2 separate regions of the Mus musculus genome follow, and region 1 is linked to region 2. The links are chromatin contacts, called in public Hi-C maps. All regions are on one chromosome and are shown on one strand. Each heading gives the region's core, a stretch centred on a gene start, on an enhancer-like site or on the middle of the called end of the contact. The rest is flanking DNA. Distances are from core to core; before and after follow the strand shown. Region 1 has its middle 110 kb from the start of Gm32558. Region 2 overlaps Kit (KIT proto-oncogene receptor tyrosine kinase).

Region 1 (5,123 bases), core at 1,772-4,271, 120 kb before region 2:
TTTAAAAGTCTCCAAAGGCCTGTGTGTTGGAGGCTTGAGCTGGAGGAAGGCATTAGAAGCAGAGCTTAGCTGGAGGCCTCAGGTCTTCAGTGTCTTTCTTCCCACCACAGCATGAGAAGACACACCTCTGACACACCCTCCTGACATGACGTGCAGCCTCCCACAGGAAGCTCAGAGCTACAAGCTACTGAAGGCTGTTTCATAGGGACACAATGGATCAGCCGAAACATGACCTGTGTCAGAATAAACCTTTGCTTCTCCCAAGCTGATGTTCTCGGGTACCTGTTACATCCAAGCAGCTCAGAGGTCCTACTGCCTCATAATCCCACAACTGGACACGAGTGGTTTTTCCACCTTACTTCTTAACTTCTAATTTTTGCATATTGTCCCTGCCATAGTGTGCATCTATAGTCTGTTTCCCTAATTCCCCTCTCCCATCCATGTTTGCCTTGCAAGTGTATTATGAATACATTAATAGACAATGTCTGAGACTTATAAACACACCTATGCCTCTCCTATTTCTGTCACTGACTTTTATCTGTTAGCTGAGACTCCTTCCACATTTTATCATTGTCCTGAATGAGAACGAGGGAACAATGGTGTCCCCCCAACCCCAGCAAGTCCACTGTCATCAAACATGCATGTGGTTCTACAATGGTATTCTATCAAAAGTCACATTGTGCTTGCTATTTTATTCTACATTCAACATTAATATTAAATTCCTTTGAAGGCAGAGACTAACGTGTCTGTCTCACTGTACCCTTGGTTAAGTGGAAGCATGATATGTGCCAAGTATTAATATTTATTAAATAGCTTGAGTTGAAGAACTCACTCAGTTTTTCCTCTTAGGAAAGCTGTCATGCTTACCTGTTACAGGAAAATGTAGTATTCCAGTTCACCAAATAAACGCTATCTACAACGTGCTGAGTTCACATTTTAGAGTAAAGAGAACGGGTAGAAGCCACTTCTAAATGTAGTTACAAATGCCATTGGAGATGACGTTTTAAAACAAGTAAGTAAAATATTTCTTTTTATTTTATATGTATTAGTGTTTTGCCTGTATTGATATAAATGTGCTGTCTGGTACCCTCAGAAGCCAAGAGATGACCCAGGATCCCCTAAAACTGCAGTGACAGACAGTTGTGAGCCACCGTGTAGGTGCAGGGAATCAACCCCGGCCCTCGGCAATAGCAGTCAGTGCTCTTAAACACTACATCACCCTCCAACCACTAAACAAGTAACTTTAAAATGTGGGAAGTGCCATGAAGATCCAAGAAATGCAGTTCACAGGAATGCAGTGGGGTCCCTTGTTTGTTCACCCTTCAGGGCTACATCCTATGAGCATGCACGTCTATGACCCTTTGCAGACTGTAAAAGTGCATTGGCATCACTATCTGAGCAGCGCATCTTAGCGTAAGTTTCCCTTTTTAATATATATTTTATATAATAATATATACTTTATTATATATGTATGTATAGAGACAGTGTGTGCATGCCTTTATATGTGTGTGTGTGTGTGTGTGTGTGTGTGTGTGTGTGTGTGTGTGAAAGTGTGGTGTGTGATGTGTGTGTGTGTGTGTGAAAGTGTGGTGTGTGCGTATGTGTGTGATGTGTGTGTGTATGTGTGTGTGGTGTGTGTGTTTAGTGTACTTGTTCTGATGTGTTGATGTGAAGGACAGAGGCCAGCATTGGTTGCCTTCCTCAGTTGTACCTTGTACTCTGACACAGAGTCCCTCACTAAATCCAGAGCTCACTGATTTGAATGGCTAGCCAGTGAACTTCAGGAGTTTGCCTGTCTCTGGCCTCCAAGGCCAGGATTCCAGGCATGCAGTACCATGTGTAATGCCTGACACATACATGGGCACTGGAGAGTCGAACTCCCAGATCCTCAGGCATGCACAGCAAACACCCAAGAGCCATCTTCCCAGTCCCTGATGGACATGTTTTTGTTGTGTGTGTATGTGTGTATGTTTTCTTTGCTTGTTTGTTTGCTTGTTTGTTTGAGACAGATTTTCAATGGATGGTCCAGGGTGCCTACAACTAGGCTAGGTTGCCCAGGTATTGGCCTGGCACTCTCAGCCATCCTTCTGCCTCAGCTTTCCTAGTGCTTGGATCATAGACGTGAGTCACTGTGCCTGGCTCTTAGTATCAGTATCTATTAATTTTTTTTCTTGACTATGAGTCAGAATTTCTTGTTTCTTTGTACACCAAACTTTTTTTCTTTTTTCTTTAGACTAGGTATTGTGACTGCTGGGTTGTAGAATCTGGAATCTGTTATATTCCTTCAAGATTACTGGTTTCTTTAGTTTCCTGTAAGCTGCTGGTTTATTGGCTGGATACATGAAACGTGGTAGAATTGATGCCATGATTCGTTATCACAGATTCATTGAAAACCTACAGTTCCTAAGCTCCTTTAACTTTATAAAATTCAACTTCCAAATCTTTTCCCAGTCAGACTTCCTGTGGGCTCCACTCATGCGTATGAGTCTGAGTCTGAGGTCCATCTTCCTCAAAGCCTTCAACCAGAGTTCTCTATCTGAACGGGTATGACATGAGGAATTGTTTTGGTTATTATTTTCTCAATTTTTTCAGTGGACGATATGTTTCAGCATCCCTTAGAACCAAAGTTAAGTCATCAACCCAAACCCTGTGGACAGCATCTAACCCACCCCTTCCTTTAAGACAATTGTGCTGTCATTGCTTGTATGCGCACATACACCACATCCTTGGTTTTGACTTTTGGTCTGCAAAGCCCACAAAGATGCCCTCTCTGTTCCTTTAGAAACAAGTTTGGGGACATTTGTTCTGGATGCTGAGAAGGGTACCCTTCATACTGGTGTATAGCTGGCTTCATTCTCTGCCAGATCTCCACTGGGCAGACTGGTAGGGATAACACTTACTCTGGAGGACTTTGCTGTCTCTGTTATTAAGGAGGTGCTATCAAAACAACCTCTTTGTGCAGCTGAGCTGACAGGCTCACAGTGGCCAGTGTGGTTTGACCTTCAAGATCTTAGGAGTCAGTGTCTGAGGTTTGCCCTTTGCATGTTTGCATGTTTACACACTTGACTAGTTCTTGGTCGAGTGTGTAAGGGAATGTGAGGGAAGGGACTCAGTTGGTAAATGCTGGTTGCATAAGCACAAGGAACTCATCTCTAGGACCAAGATGCGGACCTGATCTAGGATCTCTAGGACTCATGTAAAACACTGAGTCCAGTGCTGTGTTTGTACTCCCAGCACTGGAAGCAGGTGGGGTGAGACAGTCAGATCCATGGAACTCACTGGCCAACCAGCCTAGCAAAGCCTCGAGATCTGGTTCAGTGAGAGCGCTGTCTCAACAACTAAGATGAGAAATAATTAAGGAAGACATTCAGGGTTGACCTCTGGTCTCTATGCACAGGCACACAAAGGTTCATATGCACATACATAACTGTGTATATGCATATACCATACATACACAGTTACACATGCCTACACACACGTGCACACACAAGTATATAAGGATAAAACTGACAGAAATTCTGCGTTCTCCCTCTTCTCTTTAGCCCTATTTTACGGACTGAAGTTTATGTCCCTCTAAAATTCGCAAATTGGATCCCTAACCCCATGGTGATGTTACTTGCTAGTGAGGTGTTTGAGCGGCACTCAGGTTCAGATGAGGTTATGAGGGTGGAGTCTCCCATGATAGGACTGGTGAGATCAGAGCTCACTCTGCTGTGAGGACACAGTGGGAAAGGAGCCCTGGCAGCCTGGATGAAGCCCTTCTCTGGGCCTTGCCCTTGAACTCCTCAGCCTCCAGGCCTGGGAGAGATTAATTCTGAGGCTAGAGTATTTTGTTATCACAGTTGGAGTTAATGAAAACAACTCTCCTGTGGCTTCCTGGTGTCTCAGCTGCTCTGAAGACTGACCTCTGCCTCCTTAGTGGGGAGAGCACCCTGTCTAGGAAGATCACTGTATTGCATTGATCTATTTGGATGGATCCCTATCCTCGATGTAGCTCTCTGTCCTCCAGCCCTTCCAGCCTCTGCTTAAGGGCCACTCTGCCTGAACACCCAGAATGCTTCACACCAACTCCTGCATCTATCTCATCTATCTTCTAAAGTAAAATGACAACCCATAAAGGTTTTCTAGGATTCCCAGCCCAGGCAATACAGACAGTGGAGCCTAAACAGATAGAAAATGGTTAGCTGTAGAATCGTGAAGACCTGACAGCCATATTCATGGAAAACACTAATTTGGGTATTTCAGAATCACCAAAAGTGCATAAAAGCATGCACTATATGATCATATATATATATATATATATATATATATATATACACATATATATACACACACACATACACACACATATATATACACACATATATTTTGTTAGATATATATGTGTATATATGCTATATCACATGTATATGGTATATAATATACATATATACTTACATATCATATATTTATGATATTTATATGTATGATATATAGTCTAGATATATCTAATATATAATATTAGATAATGTTATATATACACAATCTAATATATAGTATATAACATGTTATATATAACATATGATATATTATATACATAAATATATCTGTATGTATATATACATATGTTAGATATATACAACTATAAGTTTGCCTAATTATGTATTCCAATGATACTTTGGGGGAATCCTCATACAATCAATCTAATCCTATGTTTTAAGCATGAACATTCAAGATTTCATTCATTGATCTTTCTCTCTTCTTTACCAACTGACAGGCACCTTGCAAGTCTCACTTCGGCAGAAATATCCCCTCACGGATGCAGGATTATCTTCATTCCTGGTTGCAGATCAGTGGGCTGTGACCTCTTTTCTGGGATTCCTCTCCTGATTCCCATCTTGATTGTGTCTGTTTCTTCCATGGCCACAACTAGTAGTTCACTGTTGTTGGCTTGTTAATTTCTCAGTCATCTTGTGGGCTAGTTTCAAAAGACATATGTTTTTTTAAATTAAACATATATGTACAATTATGTAAACTAAATTTAAAGATTATTATTTAATTCAATAATGCAAATATTCAAAATCTGTGACTTTCTAACTCCTCTGTTACCTGTGTTTGTGAGTAGTTACCTCTTTTGTATATAT
Region 2 (5,671 bases), core at 1,379-3,878:
GTGTTTTAGGCACTATGGCAATGTCATCATGTCCACTGTCTCTGTTATTCAAATGATCAATAGATCCAGAAAGAGCCCAAAGACAATCTGTGAGTGAATCTGTGCAATGAAAATGAAAGGTGTGGCTTCATTTCAGGAGGCCAGAACAACTGACAATCATCTGATTAAAAATCACAATATCTCCTAACTGGAAAGTTTCAGAATGACAGTAATTTGAAACCCAATCGCAGGGATTAAATGCACAATAAAGTCATCAAATATACACTTTTCATTGGCTTATTAGTTTCATCTCAATGAAAGAAGTAAACATATTTTCCAAAGGCCCGGAGCTGAAAGGGGATCCAGGAAATAGGAATAGGAAATGTGTTCCATGCAGCATAGAATGTCAAGAAGAAAGTAAATGAAGAACAGAGCGGGTGCTCAAAGACACGGACGAAGGAGGAGAGTAGCTAAGATGCCGCAAAGTCCCAGAAGAAGAAAGGCAGGACGTGGGTACAGACAAGTTCAAAAGAACTGATAATTTTCCATCACTGATTAAAAGTGAGCAAGCAAAGTGCAGATAGACTCATGAAATCCATTATATAAAAAGGAGCTCAAGTTTGCATATATCATAATAAAGTATTAAGCTCCAAAGACAAAGAGAAATATAAAAATAAAGATGTAAATATCCTCAGAACAGACTGAGCTGACTTCTGAGCTTCTGTGTGTGTGTGTGTGCATGTGTGTGTGTATGTGTACGTGTGCGTGTGTGTGTGCGTGTGTGTGTGCGTGTGTGTGCGTGTGTGTACATGTGTGTGTATGTGTACGTGTGTGTGCATGTGTGTGTGTACATGTGTGTGTGCGTGTGTGTGCATGTGTGTGTGTATGTGTACGTGTGCGTGTGTGCGTGTGTGCGTGTGTGCGTGTGTGCGTGTACGTGTGTGTGCATGTGTGTGTGTACGTGCGTGTGTGTGCATGTGTGTGTATGTGTACATGTGCGTGTGTGCGTGTGTGCGTGTGTGCGTGTCTGTGTGTGTACATGTGTGTGCATGTGTGTGTGTACGTGCGTGTGTGTGCATGTGTGTGTGTACGTGTGCGTGTACGTGTGCATGTGCGTGTGTGCGTGTGTGTGTGTACGTGTGTGTGCATGTGTGTATGTGTACGTGTGTGTGCGTGTGTGCATGTGTGTGTGTGTGCATGTACGTGTGTGCGTGTGTGTGTGCGCGCGTGTGCGTGTACATGTGTGTGTGTGCGTGCGCGCGTGTGTGTAGGGGGATGTGGTTGTGTGCTCTTCTGCATACGTGCATAGGTGCACATCATGTGCCCACGCATGAGTGTAGAGTCCCAAGGTTGATGGTCGGTGTTTTGCTATTAATTTCCACTTTGTTTTTTAGTACAGAGTCTGTCACTGAACCTGGAGCTCACCAATTTAGCCATATTGGCTAATCCAGAAAGACCCTCCTGTTTCTGCCTCTCTAGTGCTGAGATTACAGGCCTACAAAGGCTCGCCTGGCTTTTATACCGGTGCTGGGGATTGAACTGGGGTCTAACTGGGGTCTTCACGCTTATGCTGCAAACACTTCTAACTTCAGAGTGATCTCCCAACCTCATGAGCTGACTTCTCTAATGACGAAAACTGGAAGCAGGTGAAAGCAAACAGGCTCTAGTCATCACACTTCAATCCAGCACCAAGGTAAGAGTATCAAGACCGTTGGAGAAGTAATTTAGACTAAGGGGCTTTGCCACATGCAGTAACAATTTAAAAAGATAACATCAAAATTACTCCTTGGAATTTGCCATAACTGAAACTGCTCCTTTCTCCTGTGTGCCAAATCTTGGATGGTCAATGGTCAACTGAACACACACCATACCCAAATCAAAATATGGTAACTCAACACCCAGACAAAGTTTACCTGATTTAACATACCAACCAAAGGGACATGGGAATTTTAGATGTGCAATAATAACTCATGATGTTACGAGGTGGTGGTGAGGCAGGCCAGTCTCCCTCAGGCCAAAGCATGGGCTACCTGGGTTGGACCAAAGAAGGGCTGGGATGGATGTCTTTCCAGGACACGAAGGTGGGAGATGTCAACATGGGAAAATCTTCAGTATTTGCCATGATTAAAGAGAAGATTCAGATCTAGATGTAGGTTATAATTCCACAGACTGCTAAGGGAGACGTCTTCAGGCACTCATAACCTTTTGTGTTGGGATTCATTTTTTGTCAACTCAACATAAGCTAGAGTCATCTGAGAAGAGGGACCCTCAACTGAGAAAATGTCACCATTAGATTTTGTTTGTAGGCAAGTCTGAGGAACATGGTTTTGACTAATGATTGACAAGAAAGGCCCCAACCTCTTGTGGGCACTACCACTACTGGGCAGGTGGCATATAAGAAAGCACACTGAGCAAGCCAGAAGGAAGAAGCCAGTATGCAGCAGTCCTCCACATTCTAAGATTTCATTCCTGCATCCAGGTTCCTGCCTGGACCTCCTTTCATGATGGAGAACTGTAAACTGAAACAAACTTTCCTCCCTGAGTCATATTTTGGTTGTGGTATTTTACCACAGCCATAGAAAACCATGCTAGAACCATCTCCCAAGGACCGCATGCTTTGATACTGGGCCAGTACATACCAGGGAACGGGTGGGCACTATGTTAATTGACTTCAAGACTAGATAAAGTGGGGAGGGCAGAGGTAGGAGCCAGAATGACTATAGTTGAAGGCAGAAGCATGGAGTCCAGGAATTGAGGGGCAGCTGCCGACTGGGATGGGTTTGTTGATCTTGCATGATGGGGACTTAGGAGACAGGAGATGCGAGGCTGACACTGGCAGTGGAAAAGGAGCGGGGTATACTTAGGGACTAGTGAACATGGAAGTGAAGCCTGAGTGACTGTAGAAAAGGTTGGAATTTTTATAAGAGCATAGAAATCTCAACTGCAAAGTCATCTCATGCCAGGACAGCGGTCCTCAACCTGTGTGTCACAACCTCTCTGGGGGTCAAATGACCCTTTCACAGGGGCTACCCAAGACCATCAAAAACACATAGTTACATTACAATTCACAACAGTTGTGAAATTACAGTTATAAAGTAGCAAGAAAAATAATTTTATGATTGAGGGTCACCACAACATGAGGAACTGTATTAAAGGGTCGCAGCGTTAGAAAGGTTGAGAGCCACTAATTTAGGAGGAAGATACTACTTGGAAGTGATCTTTGAATCTCTATGACTTGAGCTGTCCTTCTAGGGCTACTAAGCCTAATTTACCACACTGAGTGGTATATAAGGGAGGTGGCTTTAAAGATTATGTACCAGTGCATCATGGTACTTGTAGTCCTATGAAACCTATATTTCAAGAGCCAATCAGCTCAAATTCACACCCCAGTAAATGGTAAAGACAGGGCTAATGTCAAGATTAGAACTCAATTTGAGCTTGAAGGAGGGCCTGGGGCAGTGGGGAAAATCATGACAGGCTAATAACATGAGCTCCTCAACTGCTTCCAACTCAAGATCTCAAACCCAGGAGGGCTAACTAAATGACAGCGGAAGCATTCTGCAAGAAAAGGCCCCTTTGTTCTATAGTCAGTTAACATTCATTCCTGTTTGTCACAAGGCAGTGGCCATCACCTGACTGAAACGTAGCATAACTGTCTGTCCGTCTGTCTTCCCCATTACTGCCTGCCATTGAGACCTTCCTAGCCACAAAAATCCCCTCCTGACTCGAAAGGACTTGTCTTCATCCAAGCTCACCTCCCAACCTTTTCCTATCCCTTAGAGGATACTTCTGCAAGTGTATATGCCTATACAGGGAGTCAAGACTGCTGGTGTTTGGGCTTCTAACCCATTCTAGTGTGTGTGGGGGAGGTGGGGTGGGGTTATGTGTGCTGAGTGTGCTGCCACATGCATGTGGAGGTCAGAGGGCAACCTCAGGTTACACTCCTTAGGCACTGTTCTTTGTTTTTTCGAGGCAACTTCTCTCACTGGTGAGGCCTTGACTACTCGAGGCTAGACTGGCTAGCCAGGAAGCCTCATAACTCCTCCTCCACCTCCTTAGCACTGAGATTACAGGTATGTATCAGATTTATAAGTTTGTGTTACCACACAAGGGTTTCCCCCACTCCCTCCCTCCCTTCCTTCCTACCAGGCTACATGGTATAGGGAGGCTTTCTCAGACAGTTCCAATGGTCTGGTTGGTGCCCTATGGTGCCATGGGACGATCCAGCCACAGAACACTCTCCTCATATACCTACCACAGGTCTCCAAGTGAGAGCACTAAACTCTTCTGGAAGCTAGTAAGACCAGAACCATGTCATCAGAAGGCTGATGGTGGGGCAAGAGTGTCTATCTTCCCTCACGCTGACATCACTTCAATCCCTACACCAACAAGAACATAAACTGCTTTCTCCAGCTCCCTGGTCTCGCCTTGTTCATTACTACTGAAGCTAATTTTTAGTCACTCTGTTTTAGGAGAAAACATGCTGTGTGCGTTAGCTTGGACCACATGAGATCGCTGTTATTTACTGTTATTTTCTAACAAATACTCACTTCCCATGAACCAACCAAATGTTAATCATAGCTATGTGGAAAACTCTCAAAGTGTTTTCTACATTTCTCAACTTAAATAGAGACCTCCGGGTCGTGAGGATAAATTTTAAAAGAACCCAAAATAGCACACACTAAAATTACTAATAAATCTCTATTGAATTTTCAAGGATCTAAACCCTAATGTGACAATGAGAATCCTGCATGTATTTACACAAATGTTGTACACAACACTTTCTGATTGAGTGAATAAATGTACCTTTAAAAAACAAACAGAAAAATTTATTTGATTTATATATTTACATTTTTATTAGAATTCTTCAGAACTGTCAACAGTTGGACAACATATCAGAAAAAACCCACATGTAACGTGACATGTTTAAACTTGCACAGCGTATTATTTACACATAAAGTTACTGTATATATAAAAAATATTTTCAGGGACTCATGGGCTCAGGAATATTCAAAAGACATTATTGCTACATTTCAATATTTACAAAAAAAGCCACATAATAATTCCAAACATCAAGCAACTGAAAGAAACATCTGACATCTGATGTAAAAAAAATTATAAAAATATAAACTTTCAAGAATATCCAAGACAAAATTCTCAATGGTGTGGCCCCTTAAGTACCTGACATCCATATTAACAGCTATTCTCCTTACTCTAACTGAAGTCATTAGGAATACAAAGACATGTTTCAAACAGAGCGCGGTAACTGGTGACAGTCTCGTACATGACAACAGGACCTCCAAACCAGCTTACTTTGGAAAGGTGCAAGAGTGTAGCACTCAAGTGCAAACGATCACTTCTTCCAGGTTCATGGCCACACGGCCTAAAGGATAAAGGGCAGGAGGGGGTGGGGAAAACCGTGAAGGCAACATACCTGAATCCTGTAAGGACAACACATGACCACGTACACACTGAACCCTTTATGTTGGACAGTGATCATGGGTGGTGTGGGGGAGGGCAAGGACAAGGGAACCTCTGGGCCCTGTCTACGGGGTACACTTTAAATCTGTTTCCCTGGATTGGCAGCATTACATAAGGTCTAATGAATGGGTCTACGATAAGAGTGTTGTTAAATACAGGAGGACTCCAAATAAAGAGGTCCTTCGGCACTTCACTCCGCTAAGCCTCTGTG

The links. Hi-C and Micro-C count contacts between places; a contact is called where the count stands out from the background.
Region 1: a contact with region 2 is called in a Hi-C map of the MNK3 cell line, with 2.6 times the contacts expected there. The contact joins two enhancer-like sites. A contact is called at or near these places in 1 of 484 Hi-C or Micro-C datasets (the MNK3 cell line) and 2 of 9 other capture datasets (adipose tissue and pancreatic islet).

The regions. Positions count from the first base shown.
Region 1 is chr5:75,778,464-75,783,586 of GRCm38.p6, reverse strand. No RefSeq gene overlaps it. Among named protein-coding and RNA genes, the nearest start is that of Gm32558, 110 kb to the right of the region's middle. Within about 2 kb of position 3,021, at least 6 of the 459 cell types and tissues checked have an H3K27ac peak or open chromatin away from gene starts, as enhancers often do. A contact at or near this core is called in the MNK3 cell line, where this site is marked.
Region 2 is chr5:75,655,863-75,661,533 of GRCm38.p6, reverse strand. Kit (KIT proto-oncogene receptor tyrosine kinase) reads right to left here. Exons shown (of 21, transcript NM_001122733.1): 21 at 4,812-5,671. Among named protein-coding and RNA genes, the nearest start is that of Gm32558, 17 kb to the left of the region's middle. Within about 2 kb of position 2,628, at least 2 of the 459 cell types and tissues checked have an H3K27ac peak or open chromatin away from gene starts, as enhancers often do. A contact at or near this core is called in the MNK3 cell line, where this site is marked.